Regions from separate parts of the Danio rerio genome. Here region 2 is linked to region 1. A link is a contact called in public Hi-C data. All regions are on one chromosome and are shown on one strand. Each heading gives the region's core, a stretch centred on a gene start, on an enhancer-like site or on the middle of the called end of the contact. The rest is flanking DNA. Distances are from core to core; before and after follow the strand shown.

Region 1 (4,342 bases), core at 607-3,106:
CATTGCGTCATATCTGCTTACGCAGGCATTTTGCTCACTGTAGGCAACACTAAATGATCATGTCACACAGGCGGAACCACCTGCCTCTGTATCCTTTTTTAAAAAGCTTTTCTGTCATTTTCGGTGGACTATGAATTAGTTTAAAGAATGTGCGCAAAATGGTCTGTTTTCCTTTTTCTTGTTTTGCTATAACAGGTATTTATTTCAACTAATAAAGCTATTTATAGCACGATACTGTTTAAACGTGATTATAGCCTATATAAATGTTATTTGCTGCAACATAAAATATAATTTACTTTATTACATATTTACATTATGCAAATTATAAATACTTTAAAACTAATTCGTATTATGCATTCGTTTTTAACGCATCTTATTTGTCCCATGTTTTAACCTAAGAAGATTTAAATAAATGCGAACAAATACCAACTTTCTCAAGTGGATCTACTAACCAACAAAAAGCACTTTATTCTCGTGCTGTAGATCAGCCTTTATCCTCCTTACACGGCTGTTTTCCGATCCGATGTCGCCGGTGGAGCTTCAGCCTTTTTCTGCCCATTTAACCGAGGCCTCGTGCCCGACGATAACAACGCAAAGCAATCATTAGACCATTTAATCAATTCACTAATTATACAAGCGCGCTTTAAATTTCGTCCGGTTATGCATATAGCATATATCATAAAAATATATGAATTATAATTAAGTTAAAACTATTTACGTTGTTTTTGGCTAATCCTATGCACGTTCAAGTTGATCACCGTAAATCAAGGAAAAAAATAGTTCCCGTAATGCCACAAATACCGGGGATTGAACAGCAGGCGATTTTTAGAGATGAAATATCTTACTGCTGATGTGAGCTGGCCCTTTGCGCTTGAATTATGGCAAAGAAGATTTGGTGCAGCTGAAGGGGACGATCTCTCTCTCTCTTTCTCCCTCCCTTTCTTTCTCTCCTTTACACACACACACACACACACACACACACACACACACACACACACACACACACACACACACACACACACACACATTTTATTCTATCCAAAAGTATCAGCCATAATATACTACCTGACTCCACAACACAATTAGCGTATTAAACAAAAATGTATATAATTTTTTTAAGTACGCATTTTGTTATAACAAAATATTTTCAGTAGCTACAAACTTGCTAGTGTCTGTGTTTTAATTTTGCTTTAAATATTTTTCTGAAATGTAAATGCACGTTTATAAAAAAAAATAAATAAAAATAACGTGGTACAAATGTGTAACTAATAACGAAGAGAATATCGACAAATCATTAATTTGTAGTAAAGAGTGGGAGCGTTAAGTATTGTAATCCGGCTGAGCTCCTCCTCCGGCCATGCCCTCTAATTAACGGGGCTCCTTTCCTGCTAAAGTCTGCATCGGACTGCAACATAGTCAAAGAGCAAGAGGGAGAGAGAAAGAAAGAGAGAGAGAAAGAGAGAGAGAAAAGTGCCACTGGATGTAATTGATTGTCTTGCTATCAAGAATAACTTGTTAGTAATAGTCAATTCTGGCTGCTTTTGAGGCTGACTGTTTCCACTGAAGCATCAGAGGTTGTCAGGCTGCTTCTCACTGAAACTCAACTGTTATCCAGGAGCTGAGGACAGCAGACGAGGCTTTTTTTTAAAGAAAGACTTAAACTTCTCCAACCCCTGCGGCAAAAGCAACAACATGCTGCTGATCGGCTACATCTAATTCTACGGAATTGTGGATACCTTCTCATTCAAGTTGCTCTTTGTTTATCAGCATTTTTTAAACAAAACAAGCTGTGCACAAAATCGAAATTATATCGAAAAAAACTGTAGCGTATTTTCAAAAGCTAAAAAGACAAATAATGACCTCCAAAGAAGACGCGAAAGGCGCCTCGGTTGAGGACCGAAGGCGCAGTCCGTTGGACCATCTTCCTCCACCTGCTAACTCAAACAAACCTCTCACTCCGTTCAGCATAGAGGATATTTTGAACAAGCCGTCTGTCAAACGAAGTTACACAATTTGCGGCACGGCGCACCTGCTTTCTTCCGGTGAGAAGCATCCGTCCACGGGCCATCCCCTCTCCAACCGTGCGCTGCTCACCCAGACATCTCCACTGTGCGCCCTGGAGGAGCTCGCCAGCAAAACCTTCAAGGGGCTGGAAGTCAGTGTCTTACAAGCGGCAGAAGGTAAACACAAGGCCCGGTGTGGGCATAAATTGTATTCAGGCTGGTGGATAATACTAGAAATAATTCTGTTCGTAGATATTCGTGAAAACGGTCGTTAAAAACTGCTACAGCAAAACAAATGCTTAAAAAAATATTTGACATTTTTAAACGCTCGTTTTTCGTTAAAAGGTTGTTTGAATAAAGTATACATGTGGGATTACTTCTGTGCACGTGCAATAAAAATAAATGTTTAAAAAATATAAATATAGCCTAATATAAATCTTAAAGGATAGAAATTAAAATGTTTGAACAATCAGTATATGCTACCAAATACGTGTGTATTACATAAAACTAAAGGAGCAGGTGCATTAAATGAAATGTTTAATTCGTGCGAAATAAATTAAAAAAAAATAAAACATGCTACTAAAATATATGTATTGTCATAAAAATGCATCTTTATCTAATTTAATTAGAAATACGTTTAATAATGTTTACCTGTTAGAATAAAAAAGATAATGTACCAAATAAATTAGTAATCATAAATAAAATAATGCTATCTATGCAATTAAAGATAGTTAAATATGCAGAATTGTAAAATAAATAGCACCAAATAAATGAATAAAAGGTAATAAAATGGATTAGCTCTGTTCATGTGCAATTATAATAAATGTTTAAAATATGTTAAATATCCATGTGCAGAATTAAAATGCTAAAAATAAATAAAAGTAGTTTTGCAGGCCTGTTATGTTTTTCGACCTGAAGCTAAATTGATAAACACTCATGAAGACGTCATAATTTAAAAATCATAACAGAATATTTCTATTTATAGCAATGATAAATTTTACAGGCCTCTGCTGTTCTGCGTTTTAATGTGGCTGCATTATTTTTGTTTGTTAATTTTAGGGAGAGACGGCATGACACTCTTCGGTCAGAGGAATACCCCTAAAAAACGGAGAAAGTCGAGAACAGCTTTCACCAATCACCAAATCTACGAACTTGAGAAGAGATTTCTCTATCAGAAATATCTGTCTCCGGCTGATCGAGATCAGATCGCTCAGCAGCTCGGGCTCACGAATGCTCAAGTCATCACCTGGTTCCAGAATCGCCGAGCCAAACTCAAAAGAGACCTAGAGGAGATGAAGGCGGACGTGGAGTCGGCCAAAGCGGTGGGCAATGTACCTTTTGAGAAAATGGCCAAACTGGCAGACCTAGAGAAACGTGTGAACGGTACACTCGGAGATTCATCGGCCGTGTCTCCGTCACGATCTAATCACGAGCACGAGGGCACCAACAAACTCCACATGTCACCATCATCGCCATATACAGACCACACAACGAGCAAAGAGTGTTCAGAAGACGAAGACGAGGAAATTGATGTAGATGACTGATTTTTTTTCTTGAACAGAATCGGTATTATTTATATACCTTTTTTTCAGAGATGGTCCTCGGAAACCACAGAGGTGAAAGTGCCATTAAAGCACCAAATGTATTAAATGACTTGTATTAAAAGCAAATTTAAAAAAGGAGAAAAAAAATCAACGCAAGCATGGGACAGTTTCTTCAGATCTATTTATGCAGTGGCAGTATCGTAATCATTTAGCCTATTCGTTTAAACAGCTGGAGAGCAATAAGTACATTGATAATAACACACACACACACATACACTTGAAGCACGATTGCCCACACAGAACTTTTTTTTTTACCCTGTTCTGAGTAAGTTAAGTGCATGTTTTATTTTGTTACACCAAATAATTTGAGTTTAAATGGCTGCAGATCTAATCTCAAAATATTCCTCAATTTAATTCACACACGCAGCTCCATATTAATTAAGCCTAAACCCGTTTGATAAAAGTGTATTATAGAACATTTCCAACAAAAGCTATCACAGGAAAAAAATCGATTGTCTGATGAAGTCTGGATTGTGACATTTTAATATATTTCTTATGGTTTGTATGCCTGTAAGTGCCTTTTTAAGCCAGGAAACCATTTAAACCAAGTGTATAAAGTGTAATGTATTTAAAATGAAATAAAAACGTCTTTCACTAAAATTTTGACGTTAGTTTATTTATCGAAATATGCAATCGAGACAATACAAACAGAAAAAAAAATCAGTTTTGTTTGTGTTTGTAGCCCACTTTTATTCCCTGCACCAACACTCTTTAAACATGCATCGCGTGTGTGTT
Region 2 (4,342 bases), core at 726-3,225, 310 kb before region 1:
ACATAAAAAAACTACAACCTTTTTCGTGAAAAATTCTCAAAATACTTTTTGTAACAAGAATATATTTGGAGACGCGGTGGTGCAGTAGGTAGTGCTGTCGCCTCACAGAAAGAAGGTTGCTGGTTCAAGCCACTGCTGGGTCAGTTGGCATTTCTGTGTGGAGTTTGCATGTTCTCCCCGCGTTCGCATGGGTTTCCTCCGGGTGCTCCGGTTTCCCCCACAGTCCATAGAAATGCGCTATAAGTGAATTGAATAAATTAAATTGACCATTGTGTATGTGTGTGAATGAGACTGTATGTGTGTTTCCCAGTGATGGGTTGCAGCTGGAAGGGCATCCGCTGCTTAAAATATTTGCAAGATAAGTTAGTGGTTCATCCACTGTGGCGACCCCTGAATAATAAAGGTGTAGCTTTAAAATGCCAGTGCAGTTGTACACATCTTTACCTTTTTTAAACTCCTCCAGCATGGCATCCAGCTTTGTATCGTTGAAGACAAAGTGCAGAGGGTGGCTGTAGAACTTGGTGATGGTTTTCAGAGGCGTGCAGTCATCTGGATCCACAAAGGCCAAGTCCTTGACAAACAGCAGGTCCACAATGTGACATCTCTCACCCTCATACACAGGTATCCGAGTGTAGCCACTCTCCATGATCTCAGACATGGTGGCGAAGTCCAGTATGGCATCACCAGAAATCATGAAGCAGTCCCGCAGAGGTGTCATGACATCCTCCACGGTTTTAGTCCTGAGCTCCAGAGCGCCCTGGATGATGTTGAGCTCCTCTTTGACCAGGTCATTATATGGATCGGTCACCCTCAGCATCTCCAGCAGCTTCTCCCTGTTGTACACAGTTCCAATCTCCTGCCCCAGCACGTGGTCCAGGAGTTTGCTGACCGGATAGGATGCTGGGAAAGTGAGGATCATAAAAAATTTAGTCAAGAATATTGTATTCGCGCCTACAGCGAGTCCGTGCCTGGAGCAGATGGCCTGAGGCACGATCTCCCCAAATATCACTATCCCTATAGTGGACACCACCACAGCGATCAGCCCTGACCCTGCGATGTCATCGAGAAGTATAGTCAAAGTAGTGTTGACCAGGACATTTCCCAGCAGCAACGAGCACAGCAGGTAGTTTCCTTGGCTTCGGACAGGCTCGATCGCCTTCGCGTAATGCTTCTCCTTCTCGGTCCCGCAGTTTTGCACAATCCGGAGCTCCATGGGATCCAGCGCCATCAGACCCAGATTCAGCCCGCTGAACATCCCAGACAAGCACAACAACATGGCAATAAAAATCACCTGCAGCCAGAACGGCAGGAGGAACTTTTTCTCCTCCACCACGATCACTTTAGTGTCATGCCCTTCGTGATAGACCCAGGTGTGTTCGGACCAGGAGTCCTGCGCGCCAGGTGTCCCGATGGCGGTGCACAGGTAATACGTTTTACTTTTTTCCGTTTTGCGCAGAGGCTTCACCTCGAGCTCGATAATCCCAGAAGTCTTTCTGTTTACCTCCATGGTGGGAAGGATGATGATATCGGAGGATCGGATGCCGCAGGGATGCGAGGCAGGTGCGTCTCCGGGGCTCAGGCTCTCCGCAGGTGCGTTGCTGCGGTGTTCCGTGAAGGCGAGTTTGGACCACGTCTCGTTGTTGATGTTTTGCCCATAGACCCTTAATCTGACACGAGATCGCTCGCTGACGCGCAAAAAGCCTCTGTCCATAAAAGACACCTCGTCGGTGTCTTCGAGGCGGAGGCCAATGATGACAGTCTCTTCTGACGGGTCTTTACCATCAATGCTTTTGATCAGACAACTGCTGACAATTAGGAATATAACAGTCAATGATCCAGCCCGGTTTAGCGCCGCCATATTAGAAGTGGGCACTGCGGTCCATTGCTCTGCCATGTTGACAGTGGGCAGACTTTAGTCAATGAATGTAAGCTGCCACGGTCAGAGGAAGTCCGCGTCCGCCTTCATCCTCTCTAGAACCATCCTGACATCGAGCAACAAGGACGGCATTACTCACCGCGTATCGCTGCCTCTCTGCACCACGATGACACACACCAGCACGCTCTATGTGAACTGCTGCGAGTACAGATGTCTCATGACGGACGTGCGTTTTCACCAATCCGATGGCATATGTAAATTCAACCCCGGTGCATCCAATAAGATCGCGCGAAGTGTGGGAGGAGAGGCGGTGCTATCGGGCCTGAAAGCGGTAGTGGGCGTTCCTAAATCCAATCAGCTGATAAAAACAGCGGTACCTAAAAGGTGGGAGTGGTCACTGGCGGCCAACGGTATGTCACTGTTGAAACTACTGGCCAATGCATTGCAATAACGTATTGAATTTTTGGGGTTAAGCCTGAAAACAGAAAAAGACTGAATGACGGATTTAGTAGGGTACGTTAAGCACGGGGAAATGAGAAAAAAAGTAAGACAAAGAGTGAAACTATTCGCTTTCTAATTGCTTATAAACGCACGTGCGTCTCTGTCATATAAACAAACACGTGTGAAGCCTTCTTTCACTTTCATTCACTTTCCACTTCTCGATTCCCTCGTAGTTTGAAATGATATTTTTAGGAAAATAGAACATGTTAGGTTACAATAGATTGTTTCATATTAATTAATGTCCAAATACATATATTTATTTTTACAAGCAATTTCTTATTCATATTCGTTTGTTTTGTTTATTTGTTATGTATGATAATCTTTCATTTAGTTGAATCTGCATTCTTAAATTGTTTTGTATTTGTTATTTTATAAATAGCTAATTATTACATAGGATTAAGCGGTTTATAATTCAATTTAGTTCATTTAGTTCGTTTTATAATTTATTTGTGTATGTGTGATGCTTTTCGCACCTCGAATATTTCCACTGATAACTCCCCTGCGCCCCAATGGATGTATATAAACAATGCAATAATGAAAACCACAAACGCAAACTATTGCCTTCTTTTGCGTCCTTCATTGTAGTCTCAACAGTGCTCCTAGACTATTTATTTTCTCTCTCTCTCTCTCGCGCTCTCTCTCTATGCATATATTAATGTGTTTGGCTGCTGTTTTGCCTACAGAGGGAGCCAAAACCTTTCCCATAACACAAATTGACTACTTCGTTATCCTGCTATTTAAAAAATCAATACCAATTGTACGTAATGGACACAGTCAACTGGCCAATCTAAAATGTGCAAGATGTGCAGATTTGAAGGGAACTAAATTATAACAACCATGCTCTATTTTGCTTTATTATACCCGCACATATGCATATGAATAACACGCATAAATGCAAACATAATGTACAACCAAAAATAGCATATTTTAAGCACTAATTGTTTTTATGAGCCACTGCTATGGACATTGCATAATTATTTGAGTTTAACAAAGATACGAAAAATAGCTATTAGATAAGGCATTACTCCTTTTGTAATAATAATAAAACTCAATAGTAATTTCTGAATCAAGATCCACTGTTACACAAGCTTGGCAGATTGCAAGACTACATTATTCTAGACCTTGAGTACTGATAAGTTGAACTAAAGAAGGGACAGAACATTCTTTCCAATTCAAGGTCTCCCGTGATCCAGCGAGTGTGAATGGGCAGATGTGCAAACTGCAGGACTACTTAGAAAGCACCTAGAATTGATGTTTGATATTTGATCTTGCAAAACAAACAAAATTTTCCTCAAAATGTTCTACTTCTTTCTTTTTGTTTTGATTATTTTATTTTTTAATGATTTGAATATCAATATAATGCACATGTTATAATTCACGTATTAAGAATATTTTAACCAAAAAGAAGAGATAATTTAAAAAAAGATAACTCAATTTTTATTACTTTTATATAATTTTTCTTATTATTAATATAATTATTTTGAATAACATTTTAATGCACAATTGAAAAAAACATGATTTATAAAAATGAATGAAAGTAAAGCTATAGTGAACGCTTCATTTGTTGATTACAGACTAAATATGTTCATGGTTATATTTTGACTGTTGCGTCATATAAAAAAATAATAAATTCTTGCAGACAAAAGTCAAAACCTTGTTGAAGTGAAAAGTTATGCTCAAGGCCTCACTCTAGGACATCCATCTGCTCGCCCTTGCAGAGAAGCTGCTGATACTGCATGTGGGATGAACTTTATCATTCACCCCCTTGATGGACTTAAAAAAAAGACCTGTTTCATCCAACTTTCCACATCCATTTATTAAAGCTGCTTAGCAAAATGTGCTGAAACAATGCTGTGTAACATTTTATACAAATATGTTCAAGTATGTTTGGCAAAACAATTACACCATATAAAACAAGATATAAATAGACTAACAATTTCTAATTTGTAAACCTGATTTAAAAGT

The links. A called contact is a pair of places that touch in the nucleus more often than the background predicts.
Region 2: a contact with region 1 is called in a Hi-C map of embryo, with 2.0 times the contacts expected there. The contact joins the promoter of cnnm2a here to the promoter of lbx1a in region 1. A contact is called at or near these places in 2 of 18 Hi-C or Micro-C datasets (caudal fin and embryo) and 1 of 4 datasets of contacts at active chromatin or transcription factors (embryo).

Annotation. Positions count from the first base shown.
Region 1 is chr13:31,690,651-31,694,992 of GRCz12tu, reverse strand. lbx1a (ladybird homeobox 1a) reads left to right here and starts at 1,856. Exons shown (of 2, transcript NM_001025532.1): 1 at 1,856-2,180; 2 at 3,063-3,547. The coding sequence starts at 1,856. The coding sequence ends at 3,547.
Region 2 is chr13:32,002,835-32,007,176 of GRCz12tu, reverse strand. It overlaps cnnm2a (cyclin and CBS domain divalent metal cation transport mediator 2a), which reads right to left and starts at 1,975. Exons shown (of 8, transcript NM_001144785.1): 1 at 445-1,975. The coding sequence starts at 1,894. borcs7 (BLOC-1 related complex subunit 7) reads right to left here. Exons shown (of 5, transcript NM_001039988.1): 5 at 4,173-4,342.